2 separate regions of the Mus musculus genome follow, and region 1 is linked to region 2. Evidence: chromatin contacts called from public promoter capture Hi-C data. All regions are on one chromosome and are shown on one strand. Each heading gives the region's core, a stretch centred on a gene start, on an enhancer-like site or on the middle of the called end of the contact. The rest is flanking DNA. Distances are from core to core; before and after follow the strand shown.

Evidence for each region. Promoter capture Hi-C pulls out the DNA fragments that hold promoters and counts their contacts.
Region 1: a contact with region 2 is called in a promoter capture Hi-C map of pre-B cells, with 2.8 times the contacts expected there. The contact joins the promoter of Ggnbp2 here to the promoter of Suz12 in region 2. A contact is called at or near these places in 2 of 39 promoter capture datasets (cranial neural crest and pre-B cells).

The regions. Positions count from the first base shown.
Region 1 is chr11:84,868,270-84,872,342 of GRCm38.p6, forward strand. Ggnbp2 (gametogenetin binding protein 2) reads right to left here and starts at 2,521. Exons shown (of 14, transcript NM_001364114.1): 1 at 2,336-2,521; 2 at 1,608-1,803. The coding sequence starts at 1,700. Ggnbp2os (gametogenetin binding protein 2, opposite strand) reads left to right here and starts at 1,736. Exons shown (of 2, transcript NR_131201.1): 1 at 1,736-1,827; 2 at 2,935-3,362.
Region 2 is chr11:79,991,134-79,994,939 of GRCm38.p6, forward strand. It overlaps Suz12 (SUZ12 polycomb repressive complex 2 subunit), which reads left to right and starts at 1,973. Exons shown (of 16, transcript NM_199196.2): 1 at 1,973-2,466. The coding sequence starts at 2,187.

The DNA.
Region 1 (4,073 bases), core at 1,271-3,770, 4.9 Mb after region 2:
GTATTGACTAATGTGCTACATTCACATTAAAGGTGGTTATGTGAAAGGAGAGTATAAGTTATCTTAAAATTTGTAAATAGACAAAATTTAAAATGGTTTTCTGTTTTCATATTATATACTAATAAAAAAATTAACCCAAACCTCAGGATTAAGGGGGAAAAATGCACTACAAAAAAGGTTGTTATCAAACTGTGTTTTTTTAAGGTTTTATGGTGAAGGGGACAGAAGGTAATAACAAATGAACTATGACCAAGCACTATCATACTGAGAAAAAAATCATTTAACTGGTTTCTAGCTTGTTTTTTTAAAACTATTTTTAATATAAGCCCATTAAAATTAAAATTCAAGAAAATAAGAAACCATAACCAATACATACAAGTAATTTCTAATATAAATTCTACTTTATGTCAAATCATTAGACTATTTTTTTAAAGCATGCTTTCCATTGCAAAGTTCCATCGAAGTGAACCAGTCAATAGCTTCCCTAATTTTTTAAAAGTACTGAAGCTCTTGAGACTGGCAAAAAGGCTCAGACTGGCATCTCCACAATGACTTGCATTTTACATAAAATGCTAAAACCTTCAGTACATAACTACACTTTTTTTTTTTTCAGGAAGATAACCGATCTGCCTTTGAGTGGAAAAAAAGTCAAAGGCTGGAAGACTTATCTACATCAGATCACAATGGGCGAGTGCAAAATCCAGGAGCGTCAGCATCAAAATGAAGATTTCAAAACTTGTTCGGAGAAGGTTCATTTAACTGTGGTAAGCAACTGCATTTACTTCCTGCTCAGAATCAACTCAAATTTCTGCCATTTCCTTTTAAAGGAAACAGTACTACAACACCGGGTAGAGGGGTCGGCAAAGGTATACCAACACCAAGTCTTAAAACAACCATCTTCCCACGTTTGTGTTTTTCTATCCACAATGAGCAGTCAGTTCTTCATACTACTTTACAGTCAATAACTTGGTCTTGGGCTACTTGTAAACCAAAAAAATGCCACGAAGGCCCATTTTGAAGAGTCATGGCTTAACCCAACCATTTCAAGAATTATAATGTACTAGGCAATGTGAGACGTATTAGGAAATCAAATCATTTAGGTGGAATCTTCGCTGTGCAAGAGAATGTCACTCTGCCCTCAGTAATTACACTTATGTAGAGATAGCTACAGTGTTCAAACGGGAAACACACAGGTAACAATGCAGCTGCGACATTTTCAACTAATTGAGCCTCCCGGAGGGTAAGTGCTTTCTGGAGAGGACAGGCCCTAAACGCCCCAGCTCCTTCAACCCTTCTCCCCGGCGCGTGCTTAGGCAAACAGCGTCTCAAAGGCAGGCCTAAAGGCCAAAGGTTCGGAGAGGGAGGAAGACCCGAGCAGGGGACCTCCAAGTGCCTTCGGGGCGCTGGATCTGGGGCCTGCCAAGGGTACCGAGAGGCCCCGCTGCAATGGCGAGTTCGTGGGGCCCATCGGAGAGGCGGCCTCGCCTAGGAGTTGCAACACACTCTTTCTCCAGTGCGCAGCGCTCGGCCTGGGGGAGGGGAAACAGCTGCCAGGCCGGGGAGCAGCGGGCCCATCCCGGCCCGGCCCGCTCAGCCCGCTCGCTCACCGTCAGGGTGTCGTCTATGTAGAGGGGGATCTGCCTCCTCTCGAAGGGGAACTCCTCCTCCCCGTCCCTGCACACTGCCACCAGTCGCGCCATCGTCCCCGACGCTGCCGTTGCCACCGTCACCACCTCCTCCCAGCTGCTGCCGCCGCCGCTGCTCCTGCCGCCGCCGCTGCTGCTGCCTCCTCCCAGCTCCTGCCTGCAACAGCCAAACCCCGCGAGCGTAAGCACCCGCCACCTCGCAGCACATTCGCCACGGGTGAAAGGGGTGGGGGGGCGCGGAGCGAGAGAGGACAGGAGAGCCGCGCTGCGTTTCCCATCACCCGATTCCACACGCGCTCAGCCAATCAGCGCCCCGCAGCGCCGGGACCCGCCCCCTCGCGCCGCCTGCCCTCCCCCACCCAGACCCCCCCTCCCCACCCACCCACCCCCCCCCCCCCCGCCCGCCGGCCTCCAGTCAGGGTCCAAAGGAGAGGCGGAAAAGGACCTGCTGGCCCCGGGACATCCCCGCCCAGCTCGGGAGTCCGGGCTCCAGAAGCCCATCCCCGCCTCGGCTACACAGCCCAAGCCCGCACCCCCTGCCGCTGACCCCTTCTCTCCTGGCTGAGCGCCCCGCCCAGGGTGGCCCCCTAGGCTGCAGTTGCCCGGCGCCACCCCGCCCCTGGGAGGGGTCGACCCTGCCTCGGCTCTGCAGAGTTGGGGTGGGGGCGAGCTCAGACCCCAGTCCTCACCCGGGTCGGAGAGAGAGAGCTCTCGGTTCTGACCTTCACTGACTTCGAGGACGCCTCCCTGACCCCCACCTCTGCTCCCCGTTACCGGCTGACGAGGCCCGCGTCAGGGCCGGCCTGGGCGGGAGCGCGGCTGCGATTGCCGTTTCCTCTCCAGGCTCAGTCAGCCGCTCGCGCCACGGGGAGTGTGGGAGGGAGGGCGGGGGACGTGGGGAGGGTGGGGCCGGGGAGGGGGGGCCGCGAACTCCAGGCGGGGCCTGCCTCTTCTCGCGAGACCGCGGCCGCCTCGCTCGTGTCCCGACTTTCGAAATCGGCTTGTACGGGTGGGGGGAACCCCCTGTGCTGTCGCGCTCGGCTGACCTGCGTGGTGCCCCGGATTTACCAAAACGAGCGTGAAAATAGGGCCAGTGGGGAGGCCCAGCAGGAGCAGCCGGGGTCCCTGCCAGTGACGACCCGGGATCTGCTCTCTGGAGACCGGTGGGGTGGAAAGCCCACTGGGGGGGGGGGGGAACCCAGATAAGACTTGGGTGAGCGATGAAGAGCTGGCGCTGTCGAGGTCTAGGAGAATGGACACTGCAGAGACCTTTGACCTTGTTTTCCAGGTTGCACACATGCGGACTTCCACCCCTGTAAGACTGGAGGAAAGGGCTCTGCTACCCTGACTCACCCAGAGCCGGCCGCCTTATGGGGACTGCAGCAAGATGGATGGAAAATATGTGCAGGATCTGTTGTTACAATAGACAGAAAACTGAACTGTAGTCTATGTGTAGCTTCCGACCAAAGGAACTTCTTGAGTTAATATTAACTTAAGGGACTCCCTTGGGCAAAGTTACTGATAGTGGCCAAAGGCCCTTCGGTCTGACCATCTTCCGAGAACCAGAGCTGCTGTAAAGAGAGTTTCCTCTGCACTCTTGACTACTGCCACGTTCTCAGGTACTAGTCTACGGAGGTCCATTGTAAAGCCAAAAAGATGGAAAATGTTTTGTCTTGATGGTTTTAATAATAAATCCATTCGCTGCTTGTACAACTACCAGATCTTAAGGACAGATCGAATATTTTCTGGTAAAATAGGGTAAAGCTGTTGTTACTGACCTTTAAAAGTATTTTGATCACATGAAGTCTTTCAAGTCACAACCAAAAAAAAAAAAAAAAAAAAATCCCACAGTGCATCCTTAGCCTTGTTGACTTATGACATTGTGTGGTCATTGTTAGAGTAGGTGACATAATAAACTGGAAGAACCATTGTGTGTTCCCAAAGGTGTGATTATCCAGTAAATATGTCTTTGGGCCATACTAAAAGCAGAACAGTGCGATCCTTAGTTGAAGTCCAGTTTTTCACGCACCTTCTGACAGGTTAAAATACATAGTAAAACTATGGACATTTTTAGAGAATCTTGTGTTTTATGTCTACAACTACTACAATCTATGTACCTACTTTGATTAATTGAATTTTAGGTTATGCTTGGTAACAAATATTGAGCCAATATGTATATAGCTACTAGCTTTAATTTTCACTATTAAATATACACCAGGTACTAGGAAAGAACCAAGCTATGAAAAAAAAAAAAAAAAAAAAGGCAGTTGACAAGCTAAAATACCTCTGTTTTCACTATAATGGCTGTATTAGATAAGGTAGTAAATCACTGGCATAATGTTATTTAAATTAGTACATCTGAAAATCTGTAAGCTGGATTTTCCTTTTCTTGATCTGACAGTATGAGTATATTCTATCAATTAAAAA
Region 2 (3,806 bases), core at 723-3,222:
GCTTTTTCATGATTAATGTTGGTTAGCACAGATGTATAACATCACATTAATGCCTGCTACTACCATTTCCTTTAAGAATACCCCAAATCCCTTAGGTGCATTTCTCCTTTCATCAAACATTCATGATAATCTTTCACTTGGTTATTTGACTGTATTTGTCCCTCCGTCCTCTCCCTCCCTACAACTGAACCCTGACAAATGATGAAGAGGGAACATTTTGACAGCTATATAGTTGTCACATAGTTAAATTAGCACTCTAGTTTGTAATGCGATATTTTTGGATTTGCTTAGAGTAATTTAATTATTCAGACCCTGACTGAATTTCCTAACGCTATAAAGCAATACCGCAGCTAAAACTCCAGAAACCTCGGTGGGGTGGCATTCATCAGAGACGTTCTTCAGAAACATAAGGGGGAAAAAAACCCACCATATACCTATTTTGCAGTAAGAAATATTCTTAAATACAGACTAGTATAATGAGAGCATTCTAAAGTTTCTTCTTAATATAAAACATAACGTGGGGTTGGACTTACAGCTCTGCAGTTGAGAGCACTGGCTGCTCTCTCAGAGATCTCTATTTGATTCTTAGCACCCACCCTAGGCCTCACAACCACCTGTGACTCCATTTCCAGGAGAGGCAACATCCTCTTTTGGCTGTAAGGACCGCAGCATACGACCTTGGTGTAGACTTAGGCACAGGGTTCCTCTGTATAGCCCTTGCTGTCCTGGAACTCACTTTGTAGACCAGGCTCGCATCAGAAATCTGCCTGCCTCTGCCTCCCAAGTGCTGGGATTAAAGGTGTGTGCCACCACCACCGAGCATAAAAACATTTTTAGAAAGTTAAAATATAAGCAATATAAGCTGGTTATTTTGTCTAACTTGAAATCCAAGTTATTCAGAGTAAGCCAATTTGTACCAACAGACTTAGGTCGGGTCTGTTTATCTTTTTTTTTTTTTTTTTTTTTTGGTTTTTCGAGACAGGGTTTCTCTGTGTAGCCCTGGCTGTCCTGGAACTCACTTTGTAGACCAGGCTGGCCTTGAACTCAGAAATCCGCCTGCCTCTGCCTCTGGAGTGCTGGGATTAAAGGCGTGCGCCACCGCCCAGTTTATCTATCTTTTTAAACAAGACACTCAAAACACAGCGTTCCTCACAAGCTTTTGGCAGTACAATAAATAAAACTTCAAGAAATGTCTTTACTTCGAATCACCTATTTGTCTCAGAGAAAATGAAGTATCTACTTTGCTCGCATCGTGTTGAGAAGCCACAACCCAATTCCACAGAATCCCAAAACCTCACATCACTTAACAAAACAAAACCAAGTCTCCTTAATTTCTGAGAAACGGCCGCCACAAAATAGGTCGCTCCCTTTCGTAGGCGAGCCCTTCACGTCCGACAACCCAGTGGCTGCGCTAGGGGATTTCGGCCATGGGTGGCTTGGGGCACGTGGCGGCCAGGGGATCCGATCTCCTCCTGCCTCAGTGGAGATGAGACTGAGCACACAGCACCCCCGGGGCAGGTCACTTCCTGAGACCACACAGTCTCGGGATCCGCGGTGGACCTCCGCTCCTTTCAAAGGCCCCTTCGCCTTCAGTTTCTCAGTCACCCGCCTCTCTCTCCAGGGGACCTCTGCCCCCCTGGGGGCGGCGACTGACGAAGCTCTCAAGGCGAGAAACGGCTCCCAAAGCCGCTCGCGAGTCCCCCTCTGCCCACAATGCACCGGGACGAGCAGGAAGGCCGCTCCGACCCCTCATTTTCCCGCGAATTCAGTTCAAAGAGGCGTCCGGGCCCGCGGTCGGCAGCGCGCACGGGCCAACCAAGCCGCGCCTCCGCGAGAAGCGCCTCCGCGTGACTGACGGGGGACTCTGCGGACCAACGGGCTGGGCGGCCCGGCGGCGCGCGCTCCCGCCGGCCAATCAGAGCGCCGGGCGGGGAAAGTGGGCGGAGCGAGGCCAGGGTAGGGTGAGCGGCCTCCGAAGCGGAGCGGGGCTCGGAGGAGACACTTTTTTTTTTTCCTCCCTCCTTCCCTCCTCTCCTCCTCCCTTCCCTTCCCCTCTCCTCCCCTCTCTCCTCCTTCCCCCCTCGGTCCGCTGGAGCCTGCTGGGGCGAGCGGTTGGTGTAGCAGGCGCGCTCACTCTCCGGGGCCGCCCGGCGGGTAGCTGGCGGGGGGAGGAGGCAGGAACCGCGATGGCGCCTCAGAAGCACGGCGGTGGGGGAGGGGGCGGCTCGGGGCCCAGCGCGGGGTCCGGGGGAGGCGGCTTCGGGGGTTCGGCGGCGGCGGTGGCGGCGGCGGCTTCGGGCGGCAAATCCGGCGGCGGGGGCTGTGGAGGCGGCGGCAGTTACTCGGCCTCCTCCTCCTCGGCGGCGGCCGCGGCGGCGGCGGCGGGGGCCGCGGTGTTGCCGGTGAAGAAGCCGAAAATGGAGCACGTCCAGGCTGACCACGAGCTTTTCCTCCAGGCCTTTGAGAGTGAGTGTGAGCGGCTTCGAGGGCAGGGGTGCCCCTCTCCGGCGTTCGGGGCACGGGGCACTCCGCCGGGTTCTCGGAGAGTCCACTTGCTTTGGGAGTGGAGGGAGGACTCGCTGGGGAACGCCGGGGTCCCGAGCAGGTCCCTGACTCCCGGAAGGGTCGCCCCGGGGCCCCCAGGTTCAGAGCAGCCTTGGAGGTGGGGACGTGACGGTTGAACTGAGCGCATATAGATCCCGAGACGAGTTGGTGTTTTCGTTTGTGTCTTCCTTACTCCACAAGTACAGGGATTATAGTTGTAGGTTTCGGGGGGACGAGACACAGCCTGTCCGGAGATGAGTGTTGTAAAGCCGAGGAAATTGTCATGGGTCTGAAATGCGTTCGTACCCACTCTGGCTGCGTGTGAGTGAACACGCAGCATTTGAAACCTTTTAAGCTTTTCAAACCTTTCCGCCCATTTTATGGGTGCGTAGACTGAGAGAGACAGAATGGGGCAAGCGTCCTCTCCGTGGACAACCTTGGAGTTGTTTCTTAATTCCAGAACATTTTTTTTTTAAATCCCGGTTTTTCGTTTTAAAAGATGCGTGGAGGGCGAAACTGACTTTTTTGGAAAGGGGATCACACAGTGCCTGGAAACAAACAATAGAATTTATAAACATTATGACTATAAATAAAATTGTTACTAAGTGGGCATTATATCCTGATGGTTTTGCACCTCTTTTGTGTAGATAGTGGAATTTAGCAATCTTCTAGCTGGGTATTTTACGGCAACTTGAATGAAGTCAGCTTTGCCGTTGAATCTCTTTATTTACACTATATCCGTGGCATATGTTATGGGCTTTGGTATCAGCTGTGCTTGGAAAGACGTTTTACATTGTTTTAATACTCTTCCTTCATTTTCATTGATTCTTCGTGAAATTCTTATTGGAATTTAATACAAATCATTTCGATTTTTGAATATTGAAACAGATAATTGGTCATGCTTCAGAGATCGTTATTCTTTTGCTTAATATACTTTTACAAAAATCTGAAAAGCTTTTAAATATAATCAGAACTGAAGGACAGTAATGAGAATAAATACACTTGTTTGTACCTCTTCTAAGACATCTCATCTCCTTTTACTTTAACTTGAAACTAAAACTAAATTGAAGATTAATTGGAAATTTAAAACTTTCTAAATGTTATGAGAAAACCAATCCTCTAGGAAGGTTTTAACTACTAGCTTTCAATGAAATCCACTTGCAAGAAAACAGTTACCATTAAGAGTTAGATCTTTTTTTTACCCCTAATACTTAATTCAGTTTCTAGACATTAAGTTCTTAATGTAATTATTAATATAGGTA